2 separate regions of the Mus musculus genome follow, and region 1 is linked to region 2. A link is a contact called in public HiChIP or PLAC-seq data. All regions are on one chromosome and are shown on one strand. The core of a region is the stretch at or near the end of the contact, and the rest is flanking DNA. Distances in the headings are between cores, read along the strand shown.

Region 1 (3,216 bases), core at 27-2,526, 390 kb before region 2:
AACACACTTATGCGTGCTACAGCTTAAATACTTGACAGACATGAAAGTGGAGAGTAGAGAGATGGATACAGAACAGGGATTTCTGGAGATCTTTGTTGGAGGAGGAGATCTGTGAACTGGCTTTAAATCAGGTGAAAGGTGAACCTTCCATCATTTCCCTTTACAGGGTTTGTAGGGTTAAATGGGGTCCTGACAGGTGTTGGGAAGCCTTGAGACACCACTCCTGGGGTGGGGAAGTGTAGTCTGGGGCACAGGAACAGCCGGAGCTGGCTTGGGGGTCCCCGCGCTTGTGACAAGGCTGGGACCGTCTGGTTCTAAGGCTCTTGAGCACCCAGGTGCCTCTGGATGCCGTGGAAGAGCTGAGAATGAAGTGGGGGCCCGAGGGCCGGATCTGGCCCAGGGTTGAGGGGGAAAAGAGGGAAGCTCTGGCTAGCTCCCAAGGGGAGGAGTCCTTGGCTTGTTAGGGAGTGGCTGGCTAGGCTTGGTGGTCGTGGCTGGGAGCGCTGAGTGGCCTTCTGTGGGAGATTAATGGCAGGCTCTTTAGGCGATTCCTAGACTCCCCACAGTGGATCCCGATGAAAAGAGGCAGTCAATGGTTTTAAGGCATTTATTGTCATGGTGGAAGGTGGGTGAGTCAAACCGTCCTCCACTTCTCAGGATGAGGTTAAGTAGCTTTTGCAGGGAGGAGAATCTGGGAAGGAAAGCTTAAGTGGCTAAACCCTTCAGGCCTTAAGGTACCTCATTAAAATGGAGATCTGTCTTGAGCCTACATGAAGTCCTCTACCTGAGGAGGGGTTTGGGGTGTTGCCCTTACATGACTGATGGCCACAGATCTACGGAGGGCCGTGGCCTCCTGTCAGGAGCCTAGTGTCTGGGAACCAGGCAAAAAGCCTGCTGTCCCTTGAGGGTCACTGGGGTTTCTAAACTTAGTTCAACCAGGAGCCAGATTGCATTTCACCATCCTAGTTAGCAATGCTTACTTCCTGTGCAATATTTCTCTACACACCTCACCTATGGCTAAGGACATACAACTAGGCCTGGCTAATATGATGTTGGTATCACTTTCCAGATTAAGGTGTGGCCCCTTCTTCCTCTTCCCTGCCTTCACACTGTGAAGCCATGTGACCATGAGACTCCTGGGTCACCTTGTGGGTCAGGGAGGAGGAGAACTGCTGAGATTTCATTGAATGTTTTGTAATGAGGAAGGTGACACATTCTTCTTTGTCTCTGACATAACGTACCCCATGAGAAAACTTCCCCTTCTGTGGCAGCCTGCCCGCGGTATTGCCGCTGCTCCACTCTTGTCTGTGTGGCCATGTTTAGGAGAGACTGTTTTACAGCACACTTCCCTGTATTCTGACTTGCAATCTTTCTACCTCCTCTTCTGTCATGTTCAGATGCTGGAGCTGTGATGCAGAGGGTAGACTTTGGAGCTGGGCTCCCCACGACCTGTTGGTCACTGCATTGCATACAATTGTGGTTCTCTGTGATGGGCTTCATTTGCTGTAAAGAAAAGCTTCTGTGATGAGGGGTGGTAAAAGGACAATTAGCCTCTTGGAGGGATGAACCACCCTCGAGGATGTCCAAGGTGAGTGCCAGCCTTGAAACCATGTAAAATACAGAAAGCAGATTCTACTAGTATATACTATATACATGCAAATATGTATGTAATAAACAGAATAAAAAAGAATCTATTAACAGGAGAGTGGGAGTGGCCCCAGGGAGGGGAACTAAGAGAATCTAGAAGGGAGAAAGTGAAGGGGGGAGTCATCTAGGACTGTTTCAATTAAAAACATTAAGATAAGTGATAAGGCAGCTTGATTTCAGTGTTTAGATTTCAGAATATGATGTAGTTGCTGATGTTTTTTCCTGAGTAAAATAACATGTTTCTGGGTCATTTATTGCATTCTAAGATTTTACCATCCCTTTACGTTAGTATTGATATGTAGAAGACAGTCCTCCTTGCAAGGAACTCAACCCACTCCTTCAGAAGACTTAGTGATCTTGTAAAGACATAGAGCTGGTCACACACCTGTGTTGTCATCCACCTCAGAATGTGTGGAGCCCCCCAGAGGCCAGCACAACCTCTGTCCAGATCAATAAATGACTTGCTTTAAAAAAAAAAGCCTCTTCCCTCATATATGACATCTGACAGCAGTTTTCCCTCCCTGCTCCCCTCCCAGTCCCACCTCCTGACCTCTCTCCTCTCCCCAGATCCAGTCCTTCTCCATTTCCCTTCAGAAAAGAGCAGGCCTCCCAGGGATATCAACCAAACATGGCATATCAAGTTTCAACAAAACTAGGCACCTCCCCTTATATTAAGGCTGAATAAGGCAACCCAGTTGGAGGAAAGGGTCCCAGTGGCAGGCAAAAGAGTCAGGGACGGCCCTCGCTCCCACTATTAGGTGACCTCCAAGAACACCAAGTTACACAGCCATAACATGCAGAGGACCTAGGTCAGACCCCTATAGGATCCCTGATTGGTAGTTCAGTTGGTGACTTTTTTTTTTTAATTAAGGCATTTTTTATTAGATATTTTCTTCATTTACATTTCAAATGCTATCCCCAAAGCCCCCTATACCCTCCCCCAAGCCCTGCTCCCCAACCCACCCACTCCTGTTTCCTGGCCCTGGCATTCCCCTGTACTGGGGCATATGATCTTCGCAAGACCAAGGACCTCTCCTTCCATTGATGGCTGGCTAGGCTATCTTCTGCTACATATGCAGCTAGAGACACGAGCTCCGGGGGTACTGGTTAGTTCATATTGTTGTTCCTCCTATAGGGTTGCAGACCCCTTTAGCTCCTTGGGTACTTTCTCTAGCTCCTTTATTAGGGGCCCTGTGTTCCATCCAACAGATGACTGTGAGCATCCACTTCTATATTTGCCAGGCATTGGCATAACCTCACAAGAGAGAGCTATGTCAGGGTCCTGTCAGCAAAATCTTTCTGGCATATACAATAGTGTCTGGGTTTGGTGGTTGAATATGGGATGGATCTTCCAGTGGGACACTCTCTGCATGGTCTTTCCTTCTGTCTCAGCTCTGAACTTTGTCTCTGTAACTCCCTCCATGGGTATTTTGTTCCCCATTCTAAGAAGGAGCAAAGTATCCACACTTTGGTCTTCCTTCTTCTTGAGTTTTATGTGTTTTACAAATTGTATCTTGGGTATTCTATGGATAAACCTTGAGATGGATGGAGCCTCTAATTCCATGTAAT
Region 2 (3,230 bases), core at 436-2,935:
GTTTTTCTCCTATACATCCTGGACCTGTGGTTAAGTGTCTCCAGCTGCACTCGCCAGCTTGTGCTTATATACCCATAGCTGCTTTCCAATAAATGAAACTTGAGATTTGAGCAGACAGACTGTCTTCATTCTTCGAGTGTCTTGTCCCTCAGTCCCAACAGTCTCTCTCTTGCAGAGCCTGTTGACTGACCCATGGACCAAGTCAAGTTTTTGCTTTATTTATTATATTTTATTTTAATATATGTTATCATCCTTTCAAAAAGTGTTTTCAAGTGAAAGACTGAAAGGGTGTGGGTTTGGATGGAAGGAGAGGAAGAACTGAGAGGAGAAGGAGGCAAATCAAGATAATTTATGATTTTTAATCAGGATATATTATTTGAGGAAAAAATGTATTTTCAATAAAGGAAAAAGAAAAAAGAATAATAAAATTATAGTTATGTCATAATGGTACGTTTCTTCAGTGGAAAAAATGTAGAGCTCATAAGGAAATAACTTCTTTATTTTTATAGAAATGTTCCCATTGTTTTATTCATGTAAACAAATTAATATATTAACAATATATAGACATAAAGCAACTTAAGAAAAAAACATATATTGTCTTGTGATTTCAGAGAGATGAGAGTTCTTCATGTTAGGATAGCATGTCAACAAGTAGCACACATGTCAGTAGGAGCAGGAAGATGATCAAATACAAAGCAGAGAAAAAACTGCAAGTAGAGCCAGACCATGAACTCTCAAAGCCCACCCACAGTGACATACTTCTTTCAGCAAGATGCACACACATACACACACAAATACCACCACTGCCACCACCTCCACCAAGCAGTGCTACCAACTGAGGACCACATCTTTCCTGAGCTTATGGGGGTCACTCTCATTCAAACTATCATGCATTGAATTAACAGATATCCTCTTAATTATTACGATAAATTAAACTTATTTTAATGTTAATAGTTTATTAAAATAATCTCAACTTATTTAATAATAAACAACATAAGTTTAAAAGCTAGAAGGAAGGATTTTTGCATGTTCACAGTAGGAAAAAGGTGATACATATCAGAGTTGATATCTATCTTCATTTAAATAGAATACAATGTCTACTTGCACGGAAATATCATTTGGGATGTTTCTCAGGATAATAAATAAGTGTGATTTTCATGCATCAAAAGTTAGATAAAACAGAAAAAACGAGAAAAATTAGGTCAGTGTAACAAGAAATTAGCTGCCACCATGCTTCTAGGCAAGAGTCCTCTAAGTAGGAGATTCATGTCGTCTATGGCCATACCAACCTGAACAAACCTGAGTTGATATCACAAACTCCAATCTCCTTACATTTCTTCCCAATGCAAACTCTTAGAAAATAGTAGTTTCTAGAGCATAACTAATCTTTTCTAATGAAGATTTTGCTATAGACTGTTGACCTATAGTTTACTTACATCACACACAATTGTATCATTTTTATCTAATAATAGTACTTTTAGTGCATGCACTCTCTTCTCTTTAATTGAAAAGCTACAAGTATGAACGATACACCTAGGAGAGTGAAAATGGATGTTCTACAGGAACAAATAACAGCTTGGGATTCACAGCTGTCTGCCTCCTCTCCGAGGACAGCTACACAGCTGTATTCATCCTACAATAAGGAAATACAGAGCTGTTCAGAGCGTGAGTGGTACTGGCTAAGCAGAAGTGAATAGGCTCGAGTGAGCTGCACTTTCCAGCAAATGAAAATGAAAGGATCCACACACACGTAAACTCCTCCATCGCTCTCAAATACTCATTAAGTGTGGTCTAACAAGCTCTCCAAGGTTACTGTCAAATGAACAAAGACTCCCCTCCACCCAGATACAAGGGGGCTATTTCAGTTTTATTCAGACAGTTTTAGAACATTTTCACTCAATAAATGTTATGGGGAAGTGAAAATGAAGACGAGTTTGTTCTCTTTCCAAACAAATGGTGCCATTTTTATATTAGCCTGTGTTAAATTGCCTATTAGAAGTCAAAGAGAGTGTTGATAAGGTTGTGAAATTATCCAAGTGGCAGCAGAAAGGAAATAGAATCTCATCTGAACAATGCTTTCACTTCCCCCAATCTGTTTAATTTTCTTTCTTAACCTAGCACTAATCCCTTTCTTTTAATCCCAGACATGTGTTTTCCTGGTTGTCTAAGTATACTATGTACTGTCCATTGTTTAATGAGGGAATGTTGAAAGTATTATTGAAGACTCAATATTTTGCACAGAAAACATAAAAGCTTCTGTTGCTTTAACCCGGCACAAGATGTCATTCTTCCCACTGTCCCATGTTGCAAGCTGACATTGCCGTTTGTTTTATGGATGGAAAAGATGAAGAAACTCTAGGTTATTTGTGTGGAGACAATGGTCTTTTTAGCTTGATTTTCCTTGTCAGAATTACAGCATGATCACAGTGTATGTCAGATTTCCCATCTGAACTAGACAGGAAGGACACAGGAGTGTGGAAAGAGCAGAAAGCAACTTGACACTTCTGTCCTCATGAAGTGTCAACTTAGGAAGTAACTTAAAAAAAAATGTTAGTTGCCTCCACAGAACAATCAAGCAAAGGGCAGAGAGGACAAAGGAAATGAAAAACACTTCCCATGAACTGTTCTTACCTCAACTGAATGAAGTTCTAGAAAGAAGAGGCAAACAGCCCTGACCTTAATTGCTCCATGACAGAGATGGCATGAGAAATGCAAGAGCCAGTGCGAAGTAGAATAATAGTTTTTTTTTCTAACTATGAAACAAAGATTTATTTGTATGAGTACCTATAACCATGGCTCAAATTGGTAATTTGAATACATTAAAATGATAGCATATCTTTGCACTCATGTGCATTTTGATTTTTCTGATAGTGGGATTTTCTTTATGGCACGAGCAAGGGTCAGTGGTCAGGATCTGGCACAACTGGGCCATCACAGAACACTGTAGGGAAGAGAAAGCCCTGTATTTGGGCAACAGACGTGATAAAATAGAGCTGTAGTGCATCTTTGGATGTGAATGTGTGAAAATGGAACAATGTGCACATCAGTTTGTGTCTGACTCGTGACTAAGATCATCAGGTAAGCATTTTGTTTCTGACCTTCCTGGGAGGCACAGTGAAGATGGAGCCCCTTTGACCCTAAACATCTGGTGTTCTCTTGAGCAATGCTGATTTTTAGTATTTGCTCATTCATAACGGTATTGCTATTCAGACAATGCTCCATCAGATATG

Evidence for each region. HiChIP or PLAC-seq counts read pairs in DNA pulled down with a chosen protein or histone mark.
Region 1: an H3K4me3 HiChIP or PLAC-seq map of bone marrow-derived macrophages shows a contact between it and region 2, with 4 times the contacts expected there. The contact joins two enhancer-like sites. A contact is called at or near these places in 1 of 15 datasets of contacts at CTCF or cohesin (pro-B cells), 3 of 484 Hi-C or Micro-C datasets (the HPC-7 cell line, granulocyte-monocyte progenitors and ventricular fibroblasts) and 2 of 115 datasets of contacts at active chromatin or transcription factors (acute myeloid leukemia and bone marrow-derived macrophages).

The regions. Positions count from the first base shown.
Region 1 is chr14:103,005,946-103,009,161 of GRCm38.p6, reverse strand. All of the region lies in intron 2 of 4933432I03Rik (RIKEN cDNA 4933432I03 gene), which reads left to right. Among named protein-coding and RNA genes, the nearest start is that of Gm34643, 5.3 kb to the left of the region's middle. Within about 2 kb of position 1,276, at least 41 of the 459 cell types and tissues checked have an H3K27ac peak or open chromatin away from gene starts, as enhancers often do. A contact at or near this core is called in bone marrow-derived macrophages, where this site is marked.
Region 2 is chr14:102,614,591-102,617,820 of GRCm38.p6, reverse strand. No RefSeq gene overlaps it. Among named protein-coding and RNA genes, the nearest start is that of Gm41233, 46 kb to the right of the region's middle. Within about 2 kb of position 1,685, at least 19 of the 459 cell types and tissues checked have an H3K27ac peak or open chromatin away from gene starts, as enhancers often do. A contact at or near this core is called in bone marrow-derived macrophages, where this site is marked.